Regions from separate parts of the Mus musculus genome. Here region 2 is linked to region 1. Evidence: chromatin contacts called from public Hi-C data. All regions are on one chromosome and are shown on one strand. Each heading gives the region's core, a stretch centred on a gene start, on an enhancer-like site or on the middle of the called end of the contact. The rest is flanking DNA. Distances are from core to core; before and after follow the strand shown.

Region 1 (5,619 bases), core at 535-3,034:
ACAGACACACACCCAGAGACACACAGACACACACACCTCTAAATAAAAGAAAAATAGATCCATTTTTAAAAATGAGCCTAGCCTTTGACAACCTTTTGAGAAATGTCTACAAGATGCATGACGCTCGCACTGTGGGGTCTCATTCAATTAATTAGAACATGAGAGAAATAACAAGCCACAAATTAAGCCTAACTATAACCTCAGATGGATTTAGATCAGAATACATTCACAGAAGAACTCTGTTGAGAACTGCTGGTGTTTGTGTGTTTGTTGTTTGTTTGCTTCAAGTGATGTGTGAATGCACATACCTCAAAGACTTAAAACTAGAAATTACTTAGCTACCGTGTTCCTTTTCTGACAAGCAAGCTGTTTCTGCATGTATACACAACGGGTTTCTCACTGCGCATGCGCCTTGTGTCTAGAGGTATTGCCGAGTCCTCGTGATTGATAGTCAGCCTATCTACCTGTCTTTCTTGGAGATGTGTTTTATGGAAAGCCCGTTGTCATTGTTAAAGCTTCACTGCAGTCACACGGACGCGGCTGTCATAAATATCCCCTAACGACTACGTTGGTTGCTTATCTGAATTAGTCAGGACGCTGTGCGAAGCTCTGCTTCTCAAAGAAGCAGATTATCTTCCACCTCCTATTATTTCTTTTTCCATTAACCTCTTCCAGGGGAGATTTCGTTTGCAGTTCTGATAAATACCTGCAGCTTTCAGATCCCTGATTACATTTTTTTACACTGTACACGTGACAAAATTTCAAAACCGTTTTCAGCTTAAAGGAGGATTTGCAAAATAAAATTATTACCTAGAAACCGTGACTTATGAGGACGGTAAATATTAACACACTGACTGTGTTTGTCTGACCCACTGAGCAATTAGTAAGTAGAAATATGCATATGTCTTTAAATTGAAACTCTTAACTTTGGGAACACAAATAACTCATTTGGTATTACCACTCACGAGCCAGAATGACAGCAGTTATATCACTACAATTCAATGAATGCAGTACATTTGTCAACATATAAATGCATTGAATAGTTCTTGGGATGGAAAACACAGGTGAACATGTTACAACAAATGTTATAGCTAAAAAATAAAAAATAAAAATAAAATGTGATTTTAAATTAAGTATCTGTTTGAAGATTTTTAAAATGGAAGTAAAAAAGTAGATTCAAAAGTTTAATCAGAATCCAAAAAGAAAAATGACCCATGCTATAAACTTTAAAACAGTGACCAAGATGTTACTTGTAAGAACTATTAAAAAAAATACCTCTAGGGCGTGGGATATAACTCAGTGGCTAAGAGCTTAGACAGAAACAAAACAAAACAAAAATATTGTTTTTCAACTTTTGCGCAGCCAGCAAGAATAGGAATAAACAGAAATTTCCAGGAGTCATTTCTCCTCCAGTTTGTCCTAAATAGCATTCAGTAGAGAAAAATCTGGGAATGCTAGAAGTCGGAGGGGGCCTGAGTGGCACAAAATCAACAAAGCATATTTATAGATTTTTTCCTCCAGTGGATTATACGAAGCAGTAATTGTTTGCTCTTCACAGTTTCCAGCAGGACAGGGTATACATTATTCTCAAAAGCAGCCTGGGTCTTTGTATGAATAACTGCTCTCCTTGGGAATTGGGTAGACAGAATGACAAGTAGAAAGTTAAACTGAAGCCTGGGTATTAAGTCAAACAAGAGTTCCCTCGCGACCAAACTGTGTAGGAAGGTAGCCGTGCGGTTGCTCTCGCCCTCAGCTCAAGAACATAGGTGACAGCTCAGCTTTAGCAGTTTCCAGGAGCAGGGCCGGGCTAGTGTCACTTAGCAACATCTGGTTGTGACCATCCAAGGCGCTGGTGTTTCTCATTAAGAAAGTGTGCCTGCAACTTGCTAGAGTCTCGACGGGCCATGGCAAGGACTGCTTTCTTTGATGGAGAAACAATTTTAGATTCTCCAGCTGATGCTGTACAATTCTTTGGGTTTCCCCTTCTCAGTGAGAGAGTTGAAGACAGGGACTGTTTCTTCCATGGTACCAAGCGCCCAGATAAAAGCTGACAATCTAAACCCAAAGCTCTGTCTATGGTGTCTATGCATTTGATAACGCAAACACTGGATTTGTGGTTGTGCTTTTTAGATTTCTCACACATTCTTAGGGTGAGAGCCAGGCATTGAACTCAAAGTACACAAAATCATATTTGTATGGGAAATGGTGATAGTAATAAACATCATTGTAGGAAAACAGCCAATCTGAATTAGTATATTAACTCACTTTTCAGTCATAGTAAGTTACATGCATTTAAAATGATTGGAGTAAAATAATGTATAATTATAATTTTAGTGTTAACTTGATTTCTCCTGTGCAAAGTGCATAATTTTTAAAAGAAAGGAAAAGGCACTATGAATTCCAATAAAATTACTTATTTTATAGTAAGTATGGTAGCAGCCGCTTCCATTTGATAAGTATATGTGTAAAAGACCGTGATCATAATTAGATTAATTACTATATAAATTGTGTGCTTATTGAGGTAGCATTTGGTTTATGAAAATGGGTTTACAGTATTAAAATCTTTTCAAGTGCATTTTTTTTCCAAAATTGATACAAAGTACTTACAACTTTCATATTTTGTGAGTGGTTGACTAAGTGGAAAGCCCTAATGTTAAGTTTATGTAAACCATGGTAAAATGTGTCTAGTGCTTTTCAACGGCCTATGAATATATACCTCCTGAAACCGATGGCAGCTTGACATTCTCCGTCTTCAGGATCTGTCTGCCATTTCTCAGTTGTCTTTGGTGGTTGTTTGAATGCTGAAGCAATTGTCATTAGACGTTAAACGTTAAACGTTTTATGACTGACAAATTGTATGAGTTTTATAATTGTAAAGCTTTGTGTTGATTGTTTTTTGGTTGGTTGGTTTTGTGTTTTGTTTTGTTTTGATTTGTTTTTGGCGTCTTGAGGTAAAGTTTTCTTGTTTAGCTCATCTGTCCTGGATCTTGCTCTGTAGACCAGACTGGCTGCAAACTCACAGAAATCCACCTGCCTCTGTTTCCCTATGCTGGGATTAAAGGCGTGTGTCATCGCTGACACCAAAACTGTTAAATTTTGTCTCAAAAAAGTGTCAATGAGAGCAGTTAAGTCAAATCACATCCTGCAAAGCCCAGTATAAAGGTCTGCCCTGCCAGGAAGAGAGACTCTTTGGTCTGCAAAAAACCTGAGACTTTTTGGTTTGGTTTGGTTTTTTGGTGTGTGTGTGTGTCCATGTGTGTTGGCATATCTAAAATAAAATATGAAATCAAATATCTGCTTCTGTGTTTATATATAAATGCATATATATCACATAGGTTGGACTTGAAAATGAGGAAGAATAAATGACCCATTATCCCCTTGTCAAGAAAGAATTAAACGTGTATTTCCTAGAATATCAGCTATCATAACATCTTTTACCTTGGATTTTTTTTACTTGAAATAAATTAATTATGTATCATTTAAGTAATAGCCAGTCTTCTGGTATTGTAGAAAAAACCTTGTCCCTTTTCCTAGTAGGCAGGCCAAACAGATCGGGAGCCCACTCCTAGGCTGTCTTCTGGTGACAAGGTAGTCATTTCCCAGTATTTAGATTAAATCTTTTATTCTTATTGACCTTGGCACTAAGCTCTCTTGAATAGTAATTGAACACCTTCTAGTATCTAGTATCATAAAGAGTCGACTTGTCTAGCAAATATAACAGCAAAGTAGTATAACCTTTGGAGAACCGAATCTGTAGAAACACACCCAGAGATAACGTCCTCCTCTGTTAAGGCAGGCACAGCGTGCCCAACACAGTGTCTGTCATATAACAGGAATGAATGAGTCCCGGCGTGAAGTGTGACGGGAGAGTTAAGCAAAAGCTTAATTGTACAATGCGTTCAGAATGCAGCCTCCAAACCGAGTACAGTCTGGTAGCCACAGGAAGTGTGACTGTATGTGCACAGAAAAGGAGTTTTAGAAAAGACTGTTTGTCCTTCCAGTCATTACCTGGTCTTCCTCCCTCCCTCGCTTTTAGAAGAGAGAGATTGCCTTGGCGGCCAATGCAGTGAAAACCTAGTAGTTGACTCAAACACTTGTCAACCGCTAGAAAAATGCTTCCTTTTCATTGTGGTTTTTTTTTTTTTTTTTTTGGGACACTATAGATATGATAAATCATGAACTGCATTATAAAAATACTTCTTTTATGCCCAAACATTCCGTAGGAGGAAATGACATTTCTTTTATTACCTTGGTAAATGTTTTTAAGGTGTTTAGCGATAAGCTTTCTTTTTGTCAAAACTGCTTAGATTCCGTGGTTGCTAGGAATTTACTGGAAAACCTATAGTCAATAACATGCGGGAAGAGGCAGCAGCATGGTTAGTCAGCTAATGTGGGGAGAGGCTTGTCTAGGAACCCTTTCTTTTTGCCCTGCCTCTCTCTGTGTGTCTTTTGTACTATGGAAAGGGAGGTGATTGGAGTTTAGGAAGTTTATTCTCCATCATTGTCCATCAGCCATTGTTTCCAGCACTTTCTGCATCTTTCGGGCTGAGAAATGGATTGTTCCCAGTAGTAGACAAAATAATAACATCCAACAATTTCAGGAGACAGGCAGCTGATATGATTTCAATATGTGCACAAGCAAGGGCATCTCTAGGGCTTGCCGAATGAGGTCTTTCTTTCTCAGCTGTTGTTTGGTTTTGGTTTTCTCTGCAGGAAAACACCTCTGGATTTTGGTACCCTTGCTTACAGGATAAATTTTAGCATGAAGAATAATTGTAACTGTTAATTTCTCAAGACAAGTGTTTAAATTGCTTATTTCCTTCCATAGTTACTGGCTTACTGCCACTGCCAGACCCGTATCTGTTACTATTTACTTTGTCTTTTATGTCTGATTTTCGTTTCTTACCTTATTAGGTGGGAAAAAAAAATAACGTTGGTTTGAGAAACATCACCCGTTTAAAGATAGAGGAAAAAGGGCTTTGGCAAACAGGTCCAGGTTAGAAAGCAGGTGACCTCCCTAGTAATTTTAACCTATTGACTGGCTGGTAATAGCAGGCTACAGAGCAGATGTGCATGCGTCCGGCTTTCCTGACTTCTCGGAAGCTTCTTCTAAGGCTAAGTCGTCCCGCCACAGTCTACCTCGTGGTGGAAGGCTGTAGTGTGTCTTCGCCTGTGTAGCTGCGTCCTGGCACAGGATTCTGGTCCGTGGTTTCCTCCGTTGCTAACAGGGACCTAGACCTTGCCTTTCTGAGAATTAAACACAGTGAAGCTGCGTTTATGTGAAGCGGGTCTGCCCGGCTGATCTAACGTGGCTGTTTCAGAACCTGCTACATCCCACTTTGCTCCCATCTGTGTGTCAAAAAGCAAAAAAACAAAAAACAAAACAAAACAAAAAAACAAGACAAAACAAAAAACAAACAAACAACAACAACAACAAAACAACAGGCTTTCTCTGAACACAGATGCATGTGTGCATGCCAGTGGGTTTCTGCTCTCCTGGATTTGGGTGCCATTAATATCTGTGGGTGGGTTTGTTTGGTTTTAACCTTTTGAGTCTAGAGGAGTTAAACTGTCATTCTGAGGGAATGTACACAAGCTTCCCTCATTCTGTAAGGCACT
Region 2 (4,907 bases), core at 1,964-4,463, 420 kb after region 1:
TCTCTAATACTTTCAGATTGATGTGCTACGGTAGTTTGAAAGAAAATGGCTCTCATAGGCTCACAGCATTATTAGAAAGTGTGGCCTTGTTGGACTAGATTTGGTACTATGGAGGAAGTGTGTGTCTGTCTCTTCCTGTTGCCTAACAAATCTGGATGTAAAACTCACAGCTCCTTCTCCAGCACCATGTCTGCCTGTGTGCTGCCATGCTTCCTGCCTTGATGATAATAGACTAAATCTCTGAACTGTAAACCAGCCCCATTTAAATGTTTTACTTTAAAAGAGTTGTCATGGTCAGGGTGCCATAGCAGTAGAAGTCCTATCTCCAAGACATGTATAAAGGAGTTTTCATCTCAACTAAGAGGGCTAAAACCCCCAAAGTTCTAAAAACAATAGGGGTAGCCAACATAAGTTAAATGGTGCAAGCTACACAAACAAGCTTGACATCAAACTCATAAATCACAGCTCGAGTTCGCTGTGAGCTAATAGTGGGACAAGGCAATGTTGATGCTATATGGTAAGTGCTGTATGGTCAGAAGCTAAGCCTATAGAAGCACATGGTATTAAAAACAATGGTTCAAAATACACAACCATGAGACAGCCAATGCAGCAACAGACAGAAGGTCCTGCCCAAACACAGACACAAAGTGACAGCAACATGGCTGCACCTGCAAAAGTTGCTTTGGGGATAATTGGGCAGAACAGAGATGAAAAGCAATTTTGAATAGGGATACAAAAAGATGTGTTTCTTCAGCTAAGGATGCGATCAAATTTATAGTCATGAAAACTAAAGACTGAGGTGTAAATTCAACCAGGAAGACAACACTATATGTAAGCATTATAATACCCTAATGAGAGAAGTTGAAGACAACACACAAAAAAATGGGGAAAGACAGTATATCGTGGACCTAAAGGATCACTGCTGTGACAATGGCTGCCCCCGCCCTCCCCCCCCCCCCCAGGAAGATCTTCATGTTCAGGGTGATGTGAATCAAAACATGACTGGCCTTGCTTGTTTATTTCTTGAGGTATGGGTTGGTCTCAGGAAGTTCAGACCAGCCTTGGAATCACTGTGTAGCTGACAGTGACATTGAACTCCCAGACCACCTGCTTCTACCTCCAGAGTATGGGGACTACAGTTATACACCACCAAAATTAGCTTACCAATGATATTTTTAATATAAATGCAAATTCCACCTCTTTAGTTCCTGTTAGCCATAAAATGCCCTCAATGTTGAAAACTCTCTATGTAAACAGAAAAAAATGGAGGTAGCATACTTCCTGGTTTCACATCATAAAGTGATAAGGATCAAAAGAACATGGCATTGTCCTAAGAGCTGACACATTTACCAGTAACGTACAGTAGAATGCTGAGAAATAAATCCATGCCTTCACAGTCAATTGGGTTTTTGACAAAGGCACAATAATATAATGCTGAAAGAGTGGTCTCTCCAACATGGGTGTGGAGCTGGGATATGCGGGTGCATACTTACCAGGTGGCACTTGAGAGACAACGGCAAGGTGATCATGAATTCTAGGTCAGCCTGAACTATATAGTGAGATCCTGAAAGAATAACAAAAGAAAATGAAAACACAGGCAAGAGAGAAGCAGGACTGGATGAGCTGCACCATATCACACTAAAAAGCTGCGGGCAACTAAGGGTTCTGTCAAGTGAAGAGATGACAACAGATATAAGAAAATACCAACAGACCACACATCTAATAGAGGGTGAACATTTGGCTGGGCATAGTGGCACACTCCTTTAATCCCAGAACTTGGGAGGCAGAGTCAGGTTGATTTTTGAGTTCGAGGTCAGCCTGGTCTACAAAGTGAGTTCCAGGACAGCCAAGGCTACACAGAGAAACCCTATCTTGAAAAACCAAAAACCAAATAAATAAATAAGTAAATAAGTAAATAAATAAGTAAGTAAGTAAATAAATAAATAAATAAAATAGAGGGTGAATGTTTAAAAAAAACTCTGCCTGTCATTAGAGAAAGGGAGATTGCAATAATGAGATCTCACCTTTATAACCATAAGGGTGGCTTTCATATTTAAGGAAAGGAGTGGTGGAAAGTGCTAGGGAGGGTACAGAGGAAATGAACTTATTCATCTTCCGTGCAGTTGTAAATTACTACGGGAATTATAGAAAACAGTAAGGAGGCTTCCCAGAAGGGACCTTCAAATGGCTTAGAATTGCCCTTCTAGCTAACACACACACACACACACACACACACACATACACACACACACACACTTGCACACACACCTGAAGTCAATACAATATCCATCCTCACATTCATTGCAAAATTATTCACAATAGCAAAGGTATGAAATCCCCTAAAATATTTGTCAATGATTTTTTAAAAAATGTAACATGCATCGTGTCTTACACACAGTGGAATAATAGTCAGCCTTTAAAAAGCAGGAAATTTGAAGCCAATGACATTATGCCAAGTGACACAGGCAGGTACAATGCCTAAATATTGCACAGTCTTACTTCCTTGTGGACTTTCATACATTTGAAGAGACCAAATTGGAAGTGTCCGGGAGGGAGGAAATGGCAAGTTACTGATCAAGGCAAGAAAATTCCAGAAGCGCCAGAGAAATGGGTTTTGAAAGATTTCAGAGCAGGGCCACTATAGACAATAACTATAAATTATATATTTCAAAAGGGAGAGCAAATTAAAAATTCTCACTATAGAAAAATGATAGGTGAGATGATCGATATGTTAATTACCTTGATTTAATCATACTACATTGTTTACATATATCAAAACATGACATTGTATCCCATAAATGTATGCAATTATAATTTGTCAATCAAAAGTATTAATTTAAAAAAAAAACCCGAAGTAAGATGCTCATATCTCAGGGACTTGATGTTAAAAATACCTGCAAACAATACATAGCTCTATAATTGAGGAAAGCTAAATACAGCAATTCGCCCAGATTCATGTGTAATTCTTTAGCATACCTGAGTGACTTTAGAATAGCTAAGTACTGTATTACCAAGCACTTGATAATGGCAAATGCAATTACTAACTGAAGTGCTCTAATATTTTCTGAACTGCATTTACGACTGTGGCTGCAAAAATGGTTTATGATTCCAGTCATAAAGAATGGATTTTAGTCTTTGCCCTCTTCAGATGGACACATTCGTGGGCTGTCAATTCATGTTTATGGTAATGTATTAACTATGATGTTGCAGCACACACTGGTGAAAATGAAGTAAGAACGAGCTTTTACTAGCTTGCTCACTTTGCTCTCCTATGTAACCCCAGATTGCCTGCCCGAGAGTTGGCACCACTCACAGTGGCGGGGCCTTCTCAAGCCAGTCATAGTCAAGAAAATATACCACAGACCTGCCAACAGGCCGATCAGATAGGGGCAGTTTTTCAATTCCTGTTTCCTTAACCACCCCCCCAAAAAAAAACATGCATCAAGTTGACAAAAACTTAAGCAACAAACATAGGAAAGCAAGTTTCTTCCTGTACTGAAGTGAGAGGGAAAGAATAAAGACAAGCATTGGTGTTCATTAAGTAACAGTGATTCTTTAATCCCAGCACTCAGGAAACAGAGGCAGGAAGAGGTCTGAGTTTGAGACCAGCCTGGTCTACAGAGGGAGTTCTAGGACAGCCAGGGCTACGCAGAGAAACCTTGTCTCAAAAACCAGACGAAACAACCACAAAGCAAATTAAATGTATATTAGATTTTGTATGTCCCAGTCACCCTTCCCTGCCCTCTCCAAGAGAACAGTCACCAAGATGAACACAGACTTACAGACATTTATTAAGGGAATACAAAGATTAAAAATAGTACGAATGGACAGGTAGGACCTTTGGAAGCACTCAGACCTGCCACAGGTGAAGCCAGGAAGGTCTCTGATCACAGCATATCCCTGGGAAAGTTTTGGCCACATTTTCCTGAAGTTCCTGAGCAGAGCGGATTGAATGCTTTTACCTCTGCTCTGCCCCATATACCCGAGACCTGTGACTGTATCATTATTTGGAAAAAAAGTCTCTGCATATTCAATCTAAGGTCTTAGGATCAAATAATTTTGGATCATCTACATGGGTTCTAAATCAAATGACATCTATCTTTGTACTAGGGAGCACACAAGCACACACATACACACACACACACAGGCAGAAGGAACATATGAAGACAATTATACAAATATAAATTAAGGATCAACAAAGACTGCTGGCAGGCACCAGCAAACTAGACAAAAAACATACACTTTTCCCTCAGAGACTTGGGATGAAGCCATGAATTTCAAGTTCACACTCTTGGTCTCAGAGTTGTGAGCATATTCGCCCATTGTTTCAACCCACCCTGTTTGTGGCCATATGCTTTGGCAGCCACAAGAACCAAGCTGAAAACGAGAAGCTGCATTTTTTTTGAGTCTTGTATCCCACAGGATGGGCCAACACCAAGCCTCTGCATCCTTCAGTCTCTCTCGAGGGAGCCTTGGCTTCTTTGTTACTTGACAGTGGTACCCGAAGGGGTCTGAGCAGATGATGCACTATGGCTGCCACACTGAGCCATCAGAGAAGCAGAGAGCAGAGAACAGGCTTTGCTGGTCAGAAGCTTGGTTGGTAAGTGATAGATGTCGCTCAGATGGGAAGATCAGCATAGAATATAATGAAGCAAAGTCACTAGTGTGTGAGCAGCATCAGGGAAATGCAAAACTATCTAAAGTTCTGCCTGAGATGAGTTTAATGAAACAAGGCTTCTTACATGAACTTGTGGTCCAGGCAGATCAGTGTCTAGGAAGGAGGATGGAGGAGAGACAGGCACAGAGCCCAGCACCAGCGGCAAACTTATGGGGGTGGAGACTTTGACCTAGTTGCTTCTTGAGGAATTGTCTACAAAGAATGAAATAAATCAAAGGAGGGAGTCAAC

What was found. Hi-C and Micro-C count contacts between places; a contact is called where the count stands out from the background.
Region 2: a contact with region 1 is called in a Hi-C map of uterus, with 4 times the contacts expected there. The contact joins two enhancer-like sites. A contact is called at or near these places in 2 of 484 Hi-C or Micro-C datasets (both in uterus) and 2 of 9 other capture datasets (embryonic tail and embryonic trunk).

The regions. Positions count from the first base shown.
Region 1 is chr6:6,015,322-6,020,940 of GRCm38.p6, forward strand. All of the region lies in intron 16 of Dync1i1 (dynein cytoplasmic 1 intermediate chain 1), which reads left to right. Among named protein-coding and RNA genes, the nearest start is that of 1700019G24Rik, 41 kb to the left of the region's middle. Within about 2 kb of position 1,785, at least 4 of the 459 cell types and tissues checked have an H3K27ac peak or open chromatin away from gene starts, as enhancers often do. A contact at or near this core is called in uterus, where this site is marked.
Region 2 is chr6:6,430,153-6,435,059 of GRCm38.p6, forward strand. No RefSeq gene overlaps it. Among named protein-coding and RNA genes, the nearest start is that of Gm52888, 42 kb to the left of the region's middle. Within about 2 kb of position 3,214, at least 7 of the 459 cell types and tissues checked have an H3K27ac peak or open chromatin away from gene starts, as enhancers often do. A contact at or near this core is called in uterus, where this site is marked.